Regions from separate parts of the Mus musculus genome. Here region 1 is linked to region 2. The links are chromatin contacts, called in public Hi-C maps. All regions are on one chromosome and are shown on one strand. The core of a region is the stretch at or near the end of the contact, and the rest is flanking DNA. Distances in the headings are between cores, read along the strand shown. Region 1 has its middle 160 kb from the start of Gm32728. Region 2 has its middle 37 kb from the start of Gm32531.

Evidence for each region. Hi-C and Micro-C count contacts between places; a contact is called where the count stands out from the background.
Region 1: a contact with region 2 is called in a Hi-C map of uterus, with 2.7 times the contacts expected there. The contact joins two enhancer-like sites. A contact is called at or near these places in 2 of 484 Hi-C or Micro-C datasets (nephron progenitors and uterus).

Annotation. Positions count from the first base shown.
Region 1 is chr8:103,879,480-103,883,217 of GRCm38.p6, reverse strand. No RefSeq gene overlaps it. Among named protein-coding and RNA genes, the nearest start is that of Gm32728, 160 kb to the left of the region's middle. Within about 2 kb of position 2,212, at least 17 of the 459 cell types and tissues checked have an H3K27ac peak or open chromatin away from gene starts, as enhancers often do. A contact at or near this core is called in uterus, where this site is marked.
Region 2 is chr8:103,232,615-103,236,264 of GRCm38.p6, reverse strand. No RefSeq gene overlaps it. Among named protein-coding and RNA genes, the nearest start is that of Gm32531, 37 kb to the left of the region's middle. Within about 2 kb of position 1,649, at least 40 of the 459 cell types and tissues checked have an H3K27ac peak or open chromatin away from gene starts, as enhancers often do. A contact at or near this core is called in uterus, where this site is marked.

The sequences.
Region 1 (3,738 bases), core at 963-3,462, 650 kb before region 2:
CTGGTGTTCATTATTAACACGTGATAGGCGTCAAATGGGAGACTTTCATTTTCTTCTTTTTTTCCCTTTCTTCCCCTTTCCTTTTCCTTCTCTCTGCTCTTCCTCTTCCTCATCCTCACTTCCTTCTCCTCCCTACCCCTTCCCAGGCAGTGTCCGGCAATGGAGCCTACGGTGGCTTTGAACTCTATCACTCCTCCCTCAGCCTTCCAAGTGGTGCTAGGATCGCAGGCATGTCGACTATACCTGGTGGGATCCAGATTTCTTTAAGAAACAAGAAACGGAACCTACTATTTGTATCAGTTCTTTGAGAACTACATGCATGTGGTCACTGTATTTTGATCATATTCATTTCTGTTTTCCCCCATTGCCTTCAATAACTTTGTGTCCTCTTCCCCACCCCCTCATTATCCACCAAGTCAAACTTGGGCCACTCATGTACTCGTGTACGGGACCACCTGATAGAGTGATTTGCCGATGAAGGAAAACTGACTCTTCCCTCCCAGAAGTCATCCACTGTCAATAGGTCCTCATCTAAGGGTGGGAACTTGAGAACTTCCCCCACTCCAAGCTGGAATGATGACTAACTGGTCTCGTGTAGGCATTGTGCAGGAGCCACGGCTGCTGTGAGTCCATGAAGCAATGGTCTCATCAAGTCCTTAAGACCCGGCTTTCCCCAGTCTTGAGCTTACAGTCTGCCCTCTCTTACGTGAAGATCTAGGTTTCTTAGCCATGTCTTTACAGGTATGGCCTCAATCTGCTGAGAGCTCAGCCGTCATGAGGCAGTTTTGCCTCTGGATAACAGTGATTCGGGGTGATTCCAAAAGCCACAGATCTGTACCTAGAGGTGTTCTTGTCCAGGATGAATTTTTCAAATGGTTTGCCTTTCCCTTTAATAGCAGAAAAATCTTAATTTCAAGTGCTAGCTTACACAGATATGGACCTTCTCTATAGAAGTTCAAGGCAAGTCCAGGGCAGACTTAATGATTCCCAATGATTAAGAGGGGCATATCTGGATATCTGCATATGCTTAAGACATAGTCTGATGACTTATTTCTTCACAAGGGAAAGGGAAGTGTTGGTTCTATACTTTTCTGCCTGGATCCCTTTCTGCTTTGTCGGTCAAGGCAGACTGTTACCTGTGACTCATGGTAGCATATGTTTTAAAAGCCTGTCTGCAGAGATCATGAGGGAGATTATGCTACAGGTACTACAGCTTTCCTGTTTGGGTTTTGTGTTTGTCTGTGGAAGTTTCTGGTAAGGTGATAGACATATCCAGGTTGGAGTGAGTGTTTCCTGTTTGCCAGGCACACCTGTGAATGTGTCCCATATGTGGCACACAGCAATTGGAGGAAGTGGAAGCTCTTTGCAGCTGCTTATTACTGTTAAAGAAACTCTAGTTCAAAGAAGTTGACTCATGCATACATGTTCACACAGTGAGAAAAGAGAAGATCTTGGCTTTGTACCCTGATGGGGAGACACCAGAGCCCACACTCTTGAGCACAATTACCTGGCATTTTTTTCAAGCCTACCTTGATGCAGTTATACAAAGGCAGTTCACCTTTCTTCCTCTTCCCTTACTCTCCATCCATCTTCCTTTCTCTCCTACCTCAATGGAGAAAGCCCGATCTATTCCCTCACCTCCCTAGGAATCCCAGTCACTCTGATACACCTGTCCCCATCCCAGCTTACATGGAAACAGCATCAGCCTGTTCTTGGTGTCTTGGTATAGAAAAGATAGGGCAGGGAGTTTATGCATCCAAGTTTGCAAAGAATGTGCAGAGAAAACGACTTGTGGTGCATGATCCAAACACCAGGCCCCACCCGCCCCTGCCCCTGAGCTCAAGACTGTGTGTTGTGCTCCTGGGAGCAGCTGGGTCAATGTTTGAGGAAGAAATCTCCTTTTAAGGAGAATTGAGCTGGCAGATGTTCCCAGCTCCTTCCAAGCCAAGGCACTGGGCTTCTGCCAACACTTTTTTGAGACGGAAGACATGTTGGCAAATAGTTTAGGCAAATCATGATGCCTCTAAGATCATCTGTTTGTCTGCCAGGGCCACTGCCCCCACCACTCTTCATGGTTCCTGTCACAGATCTCTCATTGCCATTGCATCCAGATCTGGTCAGATGAAAGAGGATACCTGCAATCCTAACAATCAGGGGAAGGCAGGGCCTGTCTTGAGTGTTGGGCTCGGTGAGCCTCACACTGGATCTCTGTAGTAGTGCCAGGTTTAAACAGCAAGCTTCCTTTTTGGCACCTTTAGCTTAGGAAGGATGGTCACCCAAGGGAGGACCAGGCAGCTTTGCCGACTTGGCATTGGAGACTGGAAGTGTAGCGTGTGGGTGTGGGAGGGCAGTATTTTTCAAGCCGTGATTAAATTCCTTAGCCAGGACAGAGAATCTGTGTCCTGGTTCTTCACACTGCTTACTTTGCCCTTGCATTAATAAATGCACACGTGTTCTGCACACCCCCTTTTCCCAGCGCGGCTCCACAAGTCACTAAGTTGCTTCGCAGCTGGGTTGTGTGTCGAGCATGGAGGAGTGCCGTACAGCAGCTCAGGAGGGGCTGCTGGGGGTTGTGGATCAGAAGACATAGGCCTCGAAGTGTGGAAGAGGGCCTGGTGCCAGCCACCAGAAGAGAAGCATGGAACAGTTGAGTTGAGACACATAGCAGAAGCAGATGTTAGGGGAATGAACAGAGCAAAGTCTCATTGCTAGAATTACTGAAAGTGGGCGACAGATCCTCAACTCCACGAAGTCTAAGGAAAAGAGGGGGTATGACGGGAAGTTTTAGGGTGGCCACACCCTTGAAAAACATTGCTCTCTGCATGTCCACCACCATGCCTGTGCCCACTCTCCCATCTTCTGGGAACCTGTCTAGAAAGGCCTTCGAATGATGTGCTGCCTCCCCGCCTTTTGTGATCTTGACCCTACTCATGCCTTTCTAGTTCTAGCCCTATCAAAATCCCTGGTTTTACATCTTTATCCTTTAGCTGTAACTTGGAAAGTCCTAAGAAAGGACCCCACTCACGTGAGTTACACGGATACCTTGGGCTTTAAGTTCATCTCATACTTAAGTGACTAGTTAGAACTGAGTAATGGCCAAGACTCACTCAGTTTCACTCTACATGAGATGTGTCTTACGAGGTCCGTATTCTAAGAACATAACACAGGGCTTAGCACACAGGGGAAAGGAAACATAGCCTCCTTACATGAAGATTACATGGATTCTCTCCTTCTTCAACATTGATGATGGGTTACACCACCTTAAGACTGAGTTCTATGCTATCTTTCAGAATCCTTGAATCTTCAATCAAACCTGGATAAACAAAGACATGCTTTTGATACAAACCTGGCTGGGGAGATTTTTCTTCAAAGAACTGCTGACTGCATTCAATGGCTTGGCGAGGGGACTGTTTTTCCATCTTGGCTCTGCCTGCTAGAGATGGGAGAGGAGAATGTGTTTAGAAAGCTGGTGATGAATGAGGTGGAGACAAACAGCTTTAGCCTGTGTGTTCCAGCCTGGGTCCAACCTGTATGAACAAGATGCCAGGCCCACACACAGGCTCTAGGTTCTGATGCTGAAAGAGACTAGATGGTGATGCTCATTGGAGATGAGGTGTTTGTGGAGCTGGGGGAGCAAGCCAATCACTTCTCTTCGTCTCCAGGAACTGAAATGGGCTAGGAAAGAATTTTGCCACAAGATAGAGCTAGAGCTAGGCATGTAGGTAGGCAGATAGGTAG
Region 2 (3,650 bases), core at 400-2,899:
AGCAAGCAAATTCAGTAATATACGTATAGATGTATCTTTGGGACTGCAATTACTATCCACCACAGTACAGTCAGTCAGGGCAGCACTTTTTCCTCCCCCCCCCCAAGTCAATATCTATATACCCAGAGGATTCTAGTTCATATTACTTTTACCAACATTTCATTTGAATTTAATGTATTTCTTTTTTTATTTTAAAGTATGAAACTTTGACACCATAACATATCTGTTTACTTATCAGGCTCTGACAGTTCCTCTCTACCTTCTTAAGACTCCCCTACCTTTCAGAAAGACCTGATGCTCATCCTTGAATATAGCATTCCTTCTTTAAGGGAGTGTGGATGTCTTTCTACAGAGCAGGTCTTTGGCCTCTGGCTGGATATGAGCTCTGTCCAGGATTTGGGGCAAGAAAATAAAATGATTCCCAGCTGGAAAAACAGCCCTGCTGCCAAGCTATCCCAGAACTCGAAGAGGAGGCTCAAGTGTCAGAGTCTGATCTGCCTTTGCTTTCATTCCTGGTTTAACTCAAATTCCTTTTATTTCTGTAAAACACACACACACACACACACACACACACACACACACACACACACACCACAGGGAGAGAGGGGAGGAGAAAAAGAGACAGAGAGACAAAGACAGAGAGACAGAGAACATTCAAACAGTAAAGACAACTAGGAAATAAAGTAGACAATGTAAAATAAAACAGCAGATCATCTTTGTATGATTTTGGTTTTGTTCCAAATGACATTCTGTAAACTACTTGGCATATTCTACTCTGGAAGCCACATATGCATCCAAGTAAGGACTTGTACATTTACATACATGGCTAGACATTGATTTCCTTGTTTGGATTTTATATTTTACACACACACACACACACACACACACACACACACACACACATGTATTTATCAGTGTGGGAAACTATCAGAGCCCATACTTTATCAGAGGGTTCACATTTTGTTTCTTCAGTGGTGGGGAAAATGAAAGATTCTTTATTTGAATGTACACATGTAGCTCACTTTAGACAGTTACAGGGAACTTCATCCCGGGGAGGTATCGGAGGCTGTGCAACCCTCTCAGAAAGCTTTTGATGGTGTCAGTCCATATAAGGCTTAATCTTCTGATTCGTACCCAAAGATTCTCTCCTTTGAAATTTTTTTACATAGCAAACATAATTGGACTGCTATACATGTATGATATTATTTATAAACATGACAATCCATATGATATAGATTATTTCACAACACATATTCTATGTAATAATTTACATATATCATCGCGTACTTACTGTGTTTCCATGTGATATGTAATCCTTACTTTATTCACAAGTAACCAAATTCTTAGTGTTTGATTTGAATAAAAGAGAACAAAATCCATAGCTCTGAGAAGCCTTATTAGAAGTAAAGGACAGTCAGATCCATGTCCTTTACATGTAATATTGTGCCCAACTTCATTGCTTCATCTTTTTCTTGGACAATTAGGTACAGAAGTATACTCTTTTGTCTCTCCCCCTAGCATCTTCTCTGGCCATATTTTTCTTCTCCAAGTCCATCCTTAAGGACCACCAGGAATGTAAACATCCTATGGCTGAGTGAGTGCAGAGGGATGACGTGTCAAGCTTGGCTGGCTTCTCTGTAACTGTGACCCCCACACCCTTGGGGTCTGTGTGTGTCTGCAGCACTTCCTCTCCAGTCTTCTCCTCCCACCCTCACACTCAAAGGGAAAAGGAAAATAAACTTGGCCCAAATTTAGCCTGTGTTGACTCCTGGGTGGGCCTGATAGTTGTGCGGTTGAAACCAGTCCACTCCTGGCACCAGTTTACAATCTCCTCCTGCTCTTTAGAATGGGTGTTTGAGGGGAGCCACCCACAAGGTTCCCACTGTGACATAAAGGAGGATTTTGAAGCATTTTGAGAGCTGGGGTGGTATAAAACTCTGAGTCCTGTACTCTGGATGTCACCTTCTTGGTAACTTTGTAAAGCCTCTGGTCAATGTGAACCTCTGTGTCTTACTTGTCAACTGAGTGGCCAGTACCACAGGTGAGATTACCCTAGCTTTTTAAGCAGTTTTCTGAATATAGTTCATTTGGAAGCAGAAAATAAAGACTAGGGAAAGAAATTCTGTTTCCTATGGGACTTGCTTCAGTTTCCTTCTATATGGAGCATGCCTAAGTTTCTAAGTGTCCCTTAAAACCTGGAGCTCCCCTTTCTCCTAATCCAAAGGCACAAAAGAGACCTTCATGGATACTTGAGAACAACACAGGCTTGTTGTAGAACGGTTAAGAGAATGGATGTCAGAAATGGTTGGTGTGGTACCCACCTATAATCCTGGCACTAAAAAGTCAGAAGCACATGGAAGAGGAGCATGAGTTTGAGGCCAGCTCAGGCTACACAGGGAGAAACCATTTCGAATTTATATGGAGAACCTACATCAATGGCACTTATGCTGACCTGGAATTCTTCCATTCTGTATAAGATCTTTGCAAACAAAGGCCCAGGTTTACCTATCTATCTATCTATCTATCTATCTATCTATCTATCTATCTATCCATCTATCCATCTATTTTTGTCCCCGTGAATGTTCTTTCCCCAAAGAATAGATATTAGTATATTGTTTTGTTGTAGAGGGAATGCATTGTGAGTAAGAAGATTATGGTAATTATAAGGTACCATGTTTATCTTTGTGTATTATAACATATATTGGCCTTTCAAAGACACTGAGAAATTCTGCAATGGAAACTGGTTTATTTATCAGAGGACTTTCTGAAGTTATTTGACAGAGGAATTTTATCTTCTTTTTAGCAGCCTCCTTCCCCATTGTAAGTTATAAGGATTCCAAAGAAACCTGGAATAGAGAGTTCTTTGCTCAATCAGTGAATGAAATGTTGAGTTCACAGTAATGCCCTCTCCAAAACATAAGCATATCAGGCAGCTGCATAGACACGCCCACCCATGCATGCTTTTGTACTTTTGGAAACTTTAACCCCTTAGGTACCTAAGGTGAGCAGAAAGAAGGGCTTCTCATGATCAGTGCCAATATTTTCCAGTAGATGACTTTAGGTAAGCTTGGGGAATCCAGTTGATTATTTTCTTAAAGCATGGTGAACTTGGTACTAATGGGCTTAGAACTGAGCTGCAGTAACTGTGATGTAAGCGGGTGGGGGAGCACGATGGGCATGGTGCTCTGAAGTCCTGGGAAACCAAGACTCTTGGATAGAGAACACCAGTAAAGAGATGACAGATACTTTTTTAGGATAGTAGTAAGGAATTCATTGTCAAACACAAAGACTACATCCAGGAGGTCATCAGTCAGAGCGGGGATACATGAGAGGTGCCAGGGATACAGAAGGCTATCCTCTACTGTGTTCCAGAGATCTTTCTCCCAGCAGACTTTGAATGAAGGACCACCCCAATCTCCCGCCTACACACTACTACCCTTTTCCATTGCTAGGAAAACCTGGGTGTGGGGGGTCACATGTTCCACAAATCATGAGGAAAACAGCAATCTGCACCCACACATATATGAGAATGAATGCATGCACTTACCTGTGGGTATCAACAAATATTTGCAGATATTGGATACATATGTGTCAGGAATTGCAGGCATAGAGGAGACAGGAAGATATCCCTTGTGCAGAAGGAGATACAG